2 separate regions of the Mus musculus genome follow, and region 1 is linked to region 2. The links are chromatin contacts, called in public promoter capture Hi-C maps. All regions are on one chromosome and are shown on one strand. Each heading gives the region's core, a stretch centred on a gene start, on an enhancer-like site or on the middle of the called end of the contact. The rest is flanking DNA. Distances are from core to core; before and after follow the strand shown. Region 1 holds the start of Phyhd1 (phytanoyl-CoA dioxygenase domain containing 1). Region 2 holds the start of Gle1 (GLE1 RNA export mediator (yeast)).

Region 1 (6,651 bases), core at 2,868-5,367, 330 kb after region 2:
CCCCATCAGGTTTTGAAGCAATTTTAGATTTTTTTTTTAAGTGAGTTTTTTTGTTTGGTTGGTTTTTTTTTTTTTTTTTTTTTTTTTTTTTTTTTTTTAAGCTTTGAAAATGATGGTTTGGGTATTAAAAAAAATTAAAAAAAAAAAAAAGACACTAAGGCCAGTGAGTTACAGTCTCAGGGTGGGTGGTGTTTCCCCCTTGAGCAAAGCAGCAAGACATTGAACAGAATTTCCTGTCTTTGGGGTGTGGGCCAGGATGTCTTCCCAATATGTCCTGACCGTGGTCCAGAAGTGCCGTGCTCTTCTCTCCTGGGGCAGGCTTTTATTTTTGTTTGCTTTTAAGGTGGTTTTTTTTTTGTTGTTGTTTTTTTTTTTGGTGTCCTGTTTTTTTGTTGTTTTTTTCTCCTCCATGGGTCTTGGCAGGCACCCTTTTCATGGCTGTCAGCCAAAAGGAAGGCTCTGGAGCTGCCAAGAAAGGGGGAGACTTAGGCTGGCTAATTCCCAGATGAACGGTGCTCCATTCCCCTCCCTACCCCCACAATGCCCCTCCACACACACAGTGTTAAGGAGCCCAGAGCAGCTGCTTCCCCTCCCCCAACTCTGTCCCCACATCATGGGTTTGCTCAGTGCCACCCCTCACCTCTTCTGCTTACATTAGCTCTGTCACCATCTGGTCCATCGTGAAGAGCTGACATTTAGAGGCAGATTGGGCATGAGAGGTCAGCACTGGGAGGGCAGGCTCCCCAGTTTTAGGGTTCCAGGACAGTTTGTACTGGGCACCTGGTTTGCACACAGTACAGTTTAGCGTCTAGTGGCGGTAAGCCACTCTGCTTTAGATCAATCACTAGGGTCCCCACTTAGAAGGGTCCTCGCCTTAGATCAATCACATGGACACTAAGGCACGTTTTAGCGTCTCTTGTCTTAATGATTATGTCTGTCTCTCCGTCCATTTGTGTTTTCTGCGTCGTGTCATGGATGTAACCCTTGGAAATACTGCACACTAGCCTTTGACAACCATGAAGCAATCCGTTACACGTGGGTCTGACTTGTAGACTCAGTTCAGATATCAAATAAATCTATAACACAGTTGCCTTTGGAGGTCTCCATGCCATAGAACTCGGGGTGTCCCTTCACTTCTCTGGGGTGTTTTGGTCCTGCTTGACTAGTTTATTGAGGGACCACTGCTCAGGCTCTGCTCACTTTTCTGCCCTGTGAAACTTGAGCATTGTGGAGGCAGTTGCCAGATGTGGTGAGCCAGTCAGAGCACCTGTAAGCTCCGGGCGTGGTCAACCATGTCAGCTCCTGACGAGGGGTCTATGGCCAGCACATTTTCTGTTGTCCCAGGCACTTGTTATTTAGGCCCTCACGAGCTTTGATTGGTCAGGGCTAGAAGAAGAATCTACAATAGGAGCCAGCAGCCAGAAGTCCTGGTTCCAGTCCAGTTGTCTTGTGCTGAGCCCATCTCCCCTCTTGTGGCCTCTATATCCCCATCTGTGCCTTGGGCGTCTCTACCCTTTTTTCAGAAGATGCTTGGGGTTCCAACTCCCAACGCTTCATGGTTCTGCAAAGGTAAGGCTGGCAGTCAACCACTGGGAGGCCTCCCTGGCTCCAAGCCCCTTCTAGGGTCAAGGGCAGAGGCTCTGAGAGAGCAGATTCCAGTTCCTTTAATTTTTTTTTGTCTGCTTACCACCTCCTGCATTGGAATAATAATGGCACGGGCAGGCTTATTTAAAGGGGCTGTAGTTATACAGTAGTATGTAAGAAAGGTGTATAGATTGGGTGGACAGGAGGCGTTGCTATGAATAGAGCCTAAGACCTTGAACATGCTGAACAGGCATTCTGTTCTTCTGCTGAGCTACAACCCCTAACTTCTGGGTGATCTACGGAGGAGCGCTTCCTTAGGTTCAGAAGCTGGAAGTTCAGGATCTGACAGCTGTACCCAGTGAGGAATACATGCTACTTCTGAACATCACAGGAATTGGGAGCTTGAGGGCTAGCCTGGCCTCAGGAAGGGTAATCCTTTTGTGAGGGTGGACCAAACACTTCCCACTATGCCCTGCCTCCCTGAGGTGTTGAATTTAATTATGCGTCTAAACCCAGTGTACTCCAGGCACACCCGTAAGTTCAGAAGCCTGGAAATATAGTCGGGAAGATGGCCAGAAGCCAAAGCCAGTTACGGACTACACAGTTTCCCAGGCAGACCTACAGGAGAAGCAGAGAGGGCCATTTGATGGTCTATCAAAACAGCTGGAACGAAGTTTCCAGTGGATGGATTTGGGCTTACAGGTCAAGCCATAGCATTCAGAAGTCTCCCCGCAGCCTTCTGGACTATGTGCCTATGAGGAGCCCCTCCTTCACAAGTATTTAGGTGAGGAAGAGGCCAAAGTGTGATCAAAGAGGACACCTGAGCTCCACAGGCACTGATTCCTCAGACCTGAGTCGTCTCTGTCCCTGTGGACTGCTTGCAGATAGGGAGGATGGACAGAGGGCTTCACTCACAGAAAGACCCTCTTACATACCTCCAGTCCAGGAACTTCCTGTCCTGTCTGGTCTGGTCTAATCCAGTTCCACTGCCCCTACCCCACCCAGGAGTAGGAGTGGGGGTTGGGAGAGACTTTCTGGCCTCTGCCCCAGACCTGTAGAATTCAGTCTGGAACTGGTTAGCTTCTGAGGAAAAAAAGGAGATGTGGGAACACCACCCACCCTCCCCCTGAGGCCAGCAGAGTGAATAGAACAGAGGCCCCTTAGCCTGCCCATCCACCCAGGCCTCACCACCCTACCTAAAACCACAGTGTGGGCCTAATCCCTACCTTCAAGAACAACTTAGAAAATTTGGAGAAACTGAAGAAATAAGTTTTATTTCCACCCACTCATGCTCACCCTGTAGCATTGGGTGAAGCAGTGGGAAGGCACTTCCTAGATGCTAATCCCAGGCTGCTTATCAGCAGTGAGTAGTACTTGCTGTTCACCCTGGCCTGTTAGACACCCACTGCAGAGAAAGTAAAGGACCACCTGTCTGGCTGAGCCTCCCCCCCCCCCCTGGTTTGGTGAGGTCCCCAGGCCATTGCTGGCTCAGCAGCGGGGGCCTTCTCTGCTCTTTGTTCCTGGAACTTGGTAGAGTGTCTGTTTTTGCTCAGCGGTTGCATCAGAAAGGACAAGTTCTGCCTGCCCTGCCTTGTGACTTTCCCGGGTCTGTCTCCAAGCCTTCTCCAGCCTGACCCGAGAGAATTTCCATCAGCCCTAGGGGCCAGTGGCCACAGCCCTCACTGGCTCTCTTGAGGCCTGGACAGCCCAGACAAAGCAGTAGCTCCCACTGTTATGGCCCAGAAAAACACTTGGTCAGGAGCCAAGGCTCTTGACAGCTGAGCAGTATGTCCCCTTGCTGACTCCTGAGACACTCTGTCCCCTGGCTGTACAAAGCACCATTTCTGGGAAGGCCAGTGAGCAGCTTTTCAGAGCTCACTGTGGTTCTGGCCACCCTGCCACCCCACCGTAGACACCAGTCTGAGGGTCTGAGGCTGGAGAGCAGAAAACATCTCTATCTTTCCTCATCCCGAGGCCCCTGGCTCTGTTCCCCAGGACGCTCATCTGCCTTTCCTTAGCACCTCTTCATAGACTTTCTTCCAGCATCCAGAGGCTCCAGATCAAAGCTGAAGAAGCACACAAAGTTATCTTCCTAGGACCCTTTGGCCTTCACAGTCCAAAGCCACTCAGGGCCCAAGCCCTGCAGTCTAACAGATGTCCCTCTAGGGTAAACTTAGATCCTGCGACTGGGGACTTTCTAGCCTTTTCCTTCCTCGTGCTAGTGCTGACTCAAACATCCTGGCAGTCTCCTGCCAGCCCACACTAGACACACTAGTACTGCCCGGGAGTGAATTTTAGAGAAAGACTTGAGGGATCAAGCCAGCCTATGAAAGAAAACAGGTAAAAGCTAATCCTGGATTAACTGGAGGCTGGGCCAGGGCTGAGACTGGGCCCACCTCCAAGGTCAGAAATGGGGGAGGAGCAAGGGGAGGGACTGGGCCCTGGGTGGAAGGCACAGACTGGATTTGTTTGGAAGGGTGGAGCATGGGGTTGAATATTTTCTGGGTAGGTAAGAGTTAAATCCTTCTGGGCCTCAGTCACTGGTCTTTCTCCCCTCCTGAACTTTCTCCTCTCCAGCCCTGGAGCCATCGAGCTGAGCCAGCTGAGTCCTGCAGTATTCCCCATGGCCTGCCTGAGTCCCTCACAACTCAAGAAGGTAGGGGCCCGTGGTTTGGAGGGTGCAGACCTCTAGTGACCTTTGAACTACCTCTGACATTTCACAAAGGAGAGAAAGATCCCTGCATATCAACCCTAATTTCTGCGAACAAAGCCCAAGAGGGCCAGGTCACAACACCACCTCCCCAGGTGCCATCTCCCCGGTCAGATACAGTGGGGGTTGGGGCTAGGAGGTAGAGAAACCACAATTCAGATTATCTAATCCAGCTAGCCCCAGGGGCCTGTTGATGAAGGCCTGGATAGGGCAGGCCAGTAGCTAGGTCAGCTCATTATGAAAGCCTACCATACAGGGGGTGGACTACGCACACTTTAAGTTAACCACCCCCAATCTCATATGCCAGGACTGTTAATGTATTAGATCTAGCCGAGGATCTTTGTTTCAAAGTCCCTCCTGGAGCTGTGGTTGGGGCTTAGCAGTTGAGTGCTTGCTTTAGGCTCCAAGATTTGATCCCAACACTCACAACACATACAGAAACACACACCACCACCACACACACCCCACACACACACACATACCACACACACCATATGCATACCACATACACATCAAAACACATACACAAACACATCACACATATCACCACACATAAACACGGCACACTCCACAATACATAAACACACACATACAAACAGACTACACACACACCAACACACATACATATACCACTATTACCACCACCACACACACCACACATCATGCATACACAGACACTCACACCACACACACACACACCATACTCACACACACATCCCATACAAATGCACACACACATACCGCACACACTCACATACAAACACATACATATGCATGCACACACCACACACACACACTCACACACAAATGCACCCATGTGCACATACACACAGAGACACATACATAAAAGCACACACATACCACACAGACAAACACTCATCACCCAACCCACACGCACTCACACAGACCTACTCTCTTTTGACAGCTGCCACTGCTGCCACAGTTCCCAAATTTGTCTGTGACTAAATATGTAGTGGAAGTCTGTCTGTCTTTTCCTTCTGTCTCACAGGCTATCTTTTGAGGGACAAAGCCCCATGTCAGTATTTTTTTGTACAGTTTGTGCTGAACTTTTGTTCAGTTTTTATGATTTCAAGCATGGAGGGCCTCCCTGTGTTAACCCTGAGTGATGGTTTGTTGCTCTGGCCTAGAACTCAGTCTGTAGAGCAGACTGCCCTTCAGCTCACAGAGCTCTGTCTGCCTCTGCTTCCTAAGTGCTGGGGTTAAAGGCATGGGCCACCATGCCTGGCCACGCTTACATCCTTGCTTTCTGTCCCTTACTGTGTTGGTTCTGTTTGTTTTCAGTGCTGGGAACAGGAGCCAGTCCTTGTACATGCTAGCAAGCAGTCAGCTTCTGAGAGGCGACCCAGTCACACACGTAATGTGCCTCAGCACCTTAGGCTAGCCTCAGAATAAAGAGACTTGGGGCAAAGTCAGAATCAGGCATCTGTGTTCACAGCCCCTAGCCTTCCCCACACTCACTCAGGAGAAAGAAAGCCAGCAAGGTCCTGCGACTGGGGACTTTCTAGCCTTGTCCTTCCTAGTGCTGGTGCTGACTCAAGCGTCCTGGCAGTCCCCTGCCGGCCCACACTGAGTAACACAATGGAAATAAAATTTCCAATGCATGGGTTTGGGGTTACAGGACAAGCCATAGCATGGGCAAATTCACTCTCCCTTCTGTCTGCTCCCCTGGCTATCCTCCCCTCACCCTGTGCTCCAGCCCTTCCCAATTTCCCAGTCGTCCAGTGCCCACAGGCTTTGTACTTCCTGTTCTCTGTCTTTAATGCTCTTTCCTATCTCTTTGCTTCCCAATGTTCTGCTCTTCCTTTAACCCCACTTCCTCCAAGCTGCCCATTGACCCCTTCACCTCGTAGATTCTTTGCCTTTAATTCTCAAAACCCTGCCCTTGTCTCCCTGTAAGTCAGTGTGATGTGGGATGGTATGTTTGTCTGATGGTAAGGGATGCATGGGTCTCCTTCACTGGACTATAAATTGTGTGAGTGTGGAGGGTGGCTGGTTCATAATCACATGTCCATCTGCTGAAGCTGTCTCGTACTCGCAATGCTTAGTCGGGATTGGAATAGCCTCCAAAGCCAGCATTAGAAGGCTGAGGCAGGAGGATCTTGAGTTTGAGGCCTCCCTGTCTTCAAACAAATAAAAACAAAACAAGGGAGTTAGGCGGGGTCGGTGGTTAAGAGTGCTTCTGCAAGCATGAAGATCAGAGTTCAAATCTCAGCACCCACTCCATGAGCTGCACACACCTGCAGCTCAGATCGCCAGGGCTCACAGGCTGCCAGTCTAATGAAGAAAACAGCCTAGGTTCAAGGAGAGCCTCAGAAATAGAAAGTGGAAGAGGGGCA
Region 2 (6,788 bases), core at 666-3,165:
GGGGAACATTCTGGGTGTGGTGCTGGCTGCCCATACCCAGACTACAGCAACCACTGGTCCATTTTCATCAACAAAAGCCATGGACCCAGTTCAATCTGTAGCAGTTTTAGACACATCAGACTCAGCTCCATAGATAAGACTCAGTCCTAGCCAAAGCTCCAGTACTCTGCCACCTTCATAGATCCAACATCAGCTCAAGCTCTCTCAAAAGATGCTGCTTTGAAGATCCATGTAGAATAAAACACTTGCATCCCAGGACCAGTTCTGGAACTGGCAAGCCGGGCATGGTGGCACACGCCTGTAATCCCAGCACTCGGGAGGCAGAGGCAGGCGGATTTCTGAGTTCGAGGCCAGCCTGGTCTACAGAGTGAGGTATGCACCACCACATCCTGGCCACAAAAAAAAAAAGTTGAATTTGGCCTATTGTTTGAGAGGGTTAGAGTTCGTAATTGTGGACTACATAGTACAGAGTTCACATCTGGATCCACACTGGGAGGCATCGGAGGAGCACCAGGAATCACAAGTCCTTTGAAACCCCCAAGCCTACACTAACGAACACCTCCACTAGTAAAGACACAATTTTTCCCAAGCAGTTTCAACACCTGGAGACCAGATAGTCAAATCATGAGCCTATGGCGGCCATTCTCATTCAGGTAACTATAGCATCTCAGCCACTCTCACCCAAGTCCAAAATTCCAGAGATTGGCGCTGGAGAGAGTTCACTGGTTAACTACTGGTTGTGCGAGGGGAAGCATCCATCCAGGACACAGAGGAAAGAACCTTGACTTTATCAAGGTGGGCTGGAGAAATGCAGCTAAGGTGCTGACCACATTTGTGGTCACATCCACCAGCAACAGTCCAGCTCCTTTGACATTCGATTCCTCTGGTCTTAGAAGGCACCTACGGTAATCACATGCACATTTTCATACATGTTGAAAATAAATATACCTTTTCCTGAGAGCCAGGGTCCTACCATATAGCTCTGGGTGGCTCAGAACTCATGTAGACCAGCCTTGTCTTCAACTCAGATCCCCTGCCTCTGCCTCTCATGTGCCAAGACTGAAGGCATGCACCACCATGCCTTGGCTCCTACACAATTTCTCAATAAAAAAAAAAAAAAGTTGTCAAATGTAGACCACCACATGCATGTGTGGGTATGTAATTTCGATTCTATTTTCTGAACTAGTGTAAGCTGTGCACCACAGTGTTGAGCTGTAGAACTGTTTGGATTGGGGTCCATTCCTGGGAAGTTTTTTTCCTAGCTAGGCCTTTTCCTGGCTGTCCTGGAACTTACTCTGTAGACCAGGCTGGCCTGGAACTCAAGAGATCTGCTTGCCTCTGCCTCCTGAGTGCTGGGATTTAAGTTATGTAACGCTTCACCCAGATCATTCTTGGGGGACTCTTGTATTAACGTTTGTAAAATATTTTATTAGAAGTCCAAAGATTTTTTTTTTAGTAAAAAAAGTATGTATGTATGTATGTATGTATGTATGTATGTATGTATGTATGATGTGCGTGCGTAGAGTAAAAGTCCACAAAGAGGGCAATGGAACCGTCTGAGTTGGAGTTTCTGTTGTGAGCTATCATGGGGTGTTGGAAAATGAACCAGGCTCCACCACAAGGACAGTAAGGACTGTTAACGCCCGAACAGAAAAAATACTGCTTGTTCTCTTGAGGTTCTTATCCACCTCAAACCGCTGTCACGGACTCATGAGCAGTAGATGGGTCAAAAACCGCAGAGCATCACCCTGGCAATTGTGACTGCGAGAAATTACATTGAGATTCAGATCCACGTAGGCTCGCTAGTTTAGCCTCAATCCCGCATTCTTGCTCTGGCCAGGGGGCGGCGCTCACTAGTGGGCGGGGCGCTGCTGACGGACAGGTTCTGCGACCGTTACGGAGAGGCTGCGCCGGATGTGGGGCGGACACCCCGGAAGCGGAAGGCGGCGCCACCTCGGCGGCGGATTCGAGGGTTTGTTGTCAGTCGTGTCAGCTGGTGACATGCCATGCCGTCCGATGGTCGCTGCTGGGAAACTCTGAGGGCGCTCCGCAACACCAGCAAAGGCCGCCTGCGCTACGACCGCGAGTGGCTGCTGCGCTACGAGGTGAGCGGCGGCCCGCGGCCCGCGTTTAGCAGGCTCCCTAGTGACCGCGGTGGAGGACCGGGAGTGGGAACGGGACGGGACGGGCTGCGATCCTTTTTTTTTTTATCTTCTGTATTAACTTATTTGCTTGGGCCTTCAGCTGTTAAGCATCACATGTAATAATGTCTTATACTTACCAATGGACATACAAATAGGGTTAACCGTGCCGGGCATAGTGGCGCACGCCTTTAATCCCAGCACTTGGGAGGCAGAGGCAGGCAGATTTCTGAGTTCGAGACCAGCCTGGTCTACAGAGTGAGTTCCAGGACAGCCAGGGATGCCCAGAGAAACCCTGCCTCGAAAAACCAAAAAGAGAAAACAACAACAAGAAGAACAAAAACAAATAAATAGGCTTAACCTTCTTCTCTTTAGGATGTTTTGGAAGAATGCATGTCTCTTCCCAAACTGTCTTCTTACTCTGGATGGGTGGTAGATCACATCCTACCCAACACCTCAGGCCACACGCAAGAGAGTGCTCCTTCTTCTGATAATTCACCATCCTCTGGATCTGCATCTGGCTTGTACCAATCCTCACTACTAAAATCTCCTGTCAGAAGTAGCCCACAATCCCCGTCACCCTCATCACCAAATGGAACCCAGGTAAGGCTTAATTTGCTTAAGACAAAAGACTTGTTGGCTGCAAGGTTGAAATGTTTAGTCACATGACAGTGACTTGGGGGAGACGATTTGTTTCCCATATCATCGTATCATCCACTGTTGGTATGCGTGTATGCGCATGTGTGTGGAGGCCAGAAATCAACTTTAGGTCTTGAGTCTCAGAGGCCTCATCTTGGGTTGTGAGGCAAGTGTCCCTCATTGGCCTGGAGCTCATCAATTAGGATTAACTGGCCAGTAGTCCCAGAAATCATCCTGTCTCTTCTTCTCTAGTGCTGGAACTCTTTTTTTTTTTTTTTTTAAGATTTATTTATTTATTATATGTAAGTACACTGTAGCTGTCCTCAGACACTCCAGAAGAGGGAGTCAGATCTCATTATGGATGGTTGTGAGCCACCATGTGGTTGCTGGGATTTGAACTCCTGACCTTCGGAAGAGCAGTCGGGTGCTCTTACCCACTGAGCCATCTCACCAGCCCTAGTGCTGGAACTCTTAAGTGCATGCCACCATGCCATTTTTATAAGGATCATTAGAGTCAAACCTTAGGCCTTCCCTGCTTGTACTTTACCCATTAATCTATCTCCCCAGCACAGAAGAAACACCAGTTTATTAAAGAGAAGCAGTGTAACACCAGGTGTGGTGGTGCACACCTTTAAGTGCAGCACTTGGAAGGCAGAGGCAGGTGGGGTCCTGTGAATTCAAGACCATCCTGGTCTACAGAGCAACTTCTAGGCCAGCCAGGGCTACATAATGAAACTCTGTCTTTAAAACAAACAAACAAACAAAGAAACGAAAGTTTTGTGCTTCTTAGCCTTTTGGGGAAGATGGAATGTAAATGAGTTAGGGCCAGGAATGGGGAGAGAGAGAGAGAGAGAGAGGAACAACATAGCAAAGTTGATGTCATAATACACAGCGTTCCCTGTTGACTGTTCTCATTGGCAGCATGAACCTGGGAGAGCAGGGCGTAAAAAACGAGGAAGACTGATGTCTCATATGATAACTAACTTTACTCAGAGATTCAGATAACTTATACTCTGAGGGAAAAGTCACCTGGGTACTGTATTCAGTCACAAGGACAAGCCACCAGTGGGAAAACGTTTTTCCTTTTTCCTTAGATGAATTTAAATGAATATTAGCCAGTTGTAATGAATAATCTGAATTAAACCCATTCCTATCTGCTACAGGTAGGAGGGGGCAGTGCATATTCTGAGAACACATCTGTGTGTTGAAACTGAGGTCACAAGACTCTTGTTTTCTTGGAGTTTTCTCACAAGTACTTAGAATTCTCGTACAACTCCATTCTTGGGGTTTTTTGTTTGTTTTGGGTTTTTCGAGACAGGGTTTCTCTGTATAGCCCTGGTTGTCCTGGAAATCACTTTGTAGACCAGGCTGTCCTGGAACTCAGAAATCTCCCTGCCTCTGCCTCCCGAGTGCTGGGATCAAAGGCATGCGCCACCACGCCCGGTGTGTACAACTCCATTCTTAGCCTGTATTCTGACACTAAATTATTTTCATTATTGGTGGCTTATAAATTTAATATTGGTTCCAAAGTTGGGTGTGTTAGAGTTTGGACCTCAAGTGTCCCTCAGAGGATTCTGTGTTGAACTTTGTCCCACTTGCGGCAACATTGAAAGGTGCAGCTTTGAGAAAGTAGGTCATTCTCTTCAGAGAGATACATAGACGGGACGGGCCATAATCTCATGGTTTATCAGGGGTGGGAGCAGTCGCTAGTGCTAACAGCAAGAACTGGGTCCTTGTTTCCTAAATCTAACCCTGGCCCTTTCCTCCACTTAAGGGTGGCTGCTTTTCCCACCACATGCCTCTGCTGTCATGTTCTGCCTTAACACAGCCCAGAACCAGGAAACACATATACAGAAACCATGAGACCATGTACAGAAACCTCTGAATTGCGAGCCAGAAGAAGTCTTGTTTTGGATAGTTTCTTAGGTGAACACCTAGAAAGCTACTCTAACAGAAAGCCAGCAAGGACGTGATCTTTGTCTCTAAAAGACAACATAAGTTTACCATGTTCAAAGCTTACTTATGCCGGGCGTGGTGGCGCACACCTTTGTTCCTAGCACTCGGGAGGCAAAGGCAGGCAGATTTCTGAGTTTGAGGACAGCCTGGTCTACAAAAGTGAGTTCCAGGACACCCAGGGCTATACAGAGAAACCCTATCTCGAAAAACCAAAAAAAAAAAAAAACCAAAAAAAAGCTTACTTATTTCCTCATCTTCTATTTAGAGCACACATGAGTCCCCGTTCACAGAACCTATTGCACCTCAGTCCTCCCGGGCGATCAAAGTGGAAGGTTGCATCCGAATGTACGAATTGGCGCACAGAATGAGAGGAACAGTAAGTGAGAGCAGGGGACGGGGCTTGACACTACAGAGCCACTTTGTGGGAGATTCTCTGGGGAGGATACTAACTGTATGCTAATCATGATTTGCCACCCACTGACAGCTCACTTGGGGAGGTAGTGTGACAGTGAACTCTAACTGAAGTCTGCTTCTATTTTCTGACAGGTAGAAGTTTAAGGTCAACCTTAGCTATAGAACAAGTTTGAGACCAGCACGGGATACATGAAATCCTGTCTCTAAAAAAGATAGAAAGAAAAAGAATAAAAATAAAAACTAACTATAAAGTGTTTTTTTAGAAAAATAAAATATATGGTAAGCAACTTGTGTTACAAAAAAAAAAAAAAAAAAGATAGGAAGACAAAAAAAATTTCAAGGACAAGTCAGTGCTTGAATATAGAGCTTAATAAAAAAGCAGGTGATTCCATGCTCTGGAGTCTTCTGTGTTCTAAGGACGGAGGGTGGAGGTCCAGGAGCAGATGAGCCAGGTGCTGTGCCACAGGGAAAACAGGTGCTGACCCTTCTAGGAGGGCCTGAGGCAATGGCAGGAGGAGCAAGAGAGGAAGGTGCGAGCCCTCTCAGAGATGGCATCGGAGCAGCTAAAGAGGTTTGACGAGCTGAAGGAGCTGAAGCTGCATAAGGAGTTCCAGGACTTACAGGAAGTGATGGAGAAGAGGTGAGTCTTCCTGAGTGCCTGTTGCAAGTATCTGTCTGTGTGATCAGCTTGATGCTTTCCCAGAGCAATCCCAAGGTGAAAAATAGGCAAAGAGGCTTCCAGCCTAGAGAAGTGTACAGCTTTGGAGGAGGCCTAATGTGACAGCAGGGGAGGCGGGAAAGGTCTTGGGGAACACCCCTGATCCTGCCTTGTTTATCAGTACCAGGGAGGCCCTGGGCCATCAGGAGAAGCTGAAAGAGGAGCACCGCCACAGAGCCAAGGTCAGTGCCTGGGACACTTGGCGTGATTGTATCGGTGTCTGTCTCCTGCCTCCTGAGATTTATCAGTCCATCAACAGAGTTCTTCTGGAGACCTGGTCTGCAGTTGTGCTCCTCGGTAGTGGCGCTGTAGTTACTCCTTCATAACTGGGACCAAGGACCCGAGAGGACAGAGGGAAAGGGGAGTGTTTCAGCTCCTGGTTTCACATGGCTCAGAAAGCCTCTGCTCTCTGGGTTTCTCTTTTCTCCTCCTCAGAGCTCAGCCTGCAGGGTAATACTACCCACATTTAAGCAGGCCCTCCCCCTTTGTTGATTGTTCCTAACAATGTTCTCAGAAAGCTGTAGAGGTGTGATTTGCCACTCTCATAGACTCTTTTCCAGCCAGTGAAGCTGAAAATTGCAATTAACTTATATATTGTCCCTGGGGGAGTCTATTTCCTCAGCCCATCTGTGAAAAGATGTAGCTCACTTAGGACTTGAGCAATGTGGAAAGGGAAAGCAACCCAAACCCCAGTGACTGACTTAGTGCCCCTTTCAGTAGATTCTCAACCTAAAGCTTCGAGAGGCAGAGCAGCAGCGTGTGAAGCAGGCAGAGCAGGAGCAGCTTCGGAAGGAGGAAGGTCAGGTCCGTCTGCGCAGCCTGTACTCCCTGCAAGAGGAGGTCCTGCAGCTCAACCAGCAGTTGGATGCCTCCAGTCAGCACAAAGAGCTGCTGAGTGTGGACCTGGCTGCCTTCCAGAC

Evidence for each region. Capture Hi-C pulls out chosen DNA fragments and counts their contacts.
Region 1: a promoter capture Hi-C map of adipose tissue shows a contact between it and region 2. The contact joins the promoter of Phyhd1 here to the promoter of Gle1 in region 2. A contact is called at or near these places in 1 of 115 datasets of contacts at active chromatin or transcription factors (pancreatic cancer cells) and 5 of 9 other capture datasets (adipose tissue, embryonic stem cells, liver and 2 more).

Annotation. Positions count from the first base shown.
Region 1 is chr2:30,262,702-30,269,352 of GRCm38.p6, forward strand. It overlaps Phyhd1 (phytanoyl-CoA dioxygenase domain containing 1), which reads left to right and starts at 4,118. Exons shown (of 11, transcript NM_001252570.1): 1 at 4,118-4,240. The coding sequence starts at 4,208. It overlaps Lrrc8a (leucine rich repeat containing 8A VRAC subunit A), which reads left to right. Exons shown (of 4, transcript NM_177725.4): 4 at 1-1,089.
Region 2 is chr2:29,933,494-29,940,281 of GRCm38.p6, forward strand. It overlaps Gle1 (GLE1 RNA export mediator (yeast)), which reads left to right and starts at 1,916. Exons shown (of 16, transcript NM_028923.3): 1 at 1,916-2,105; 2 at 2,517-2,744; 3 at 5,002-5,112; 4 at 5,642-5,790; 5 at 5,990-6,050; 6 at 6,589-6,788. The coding sequence starts at 2,007.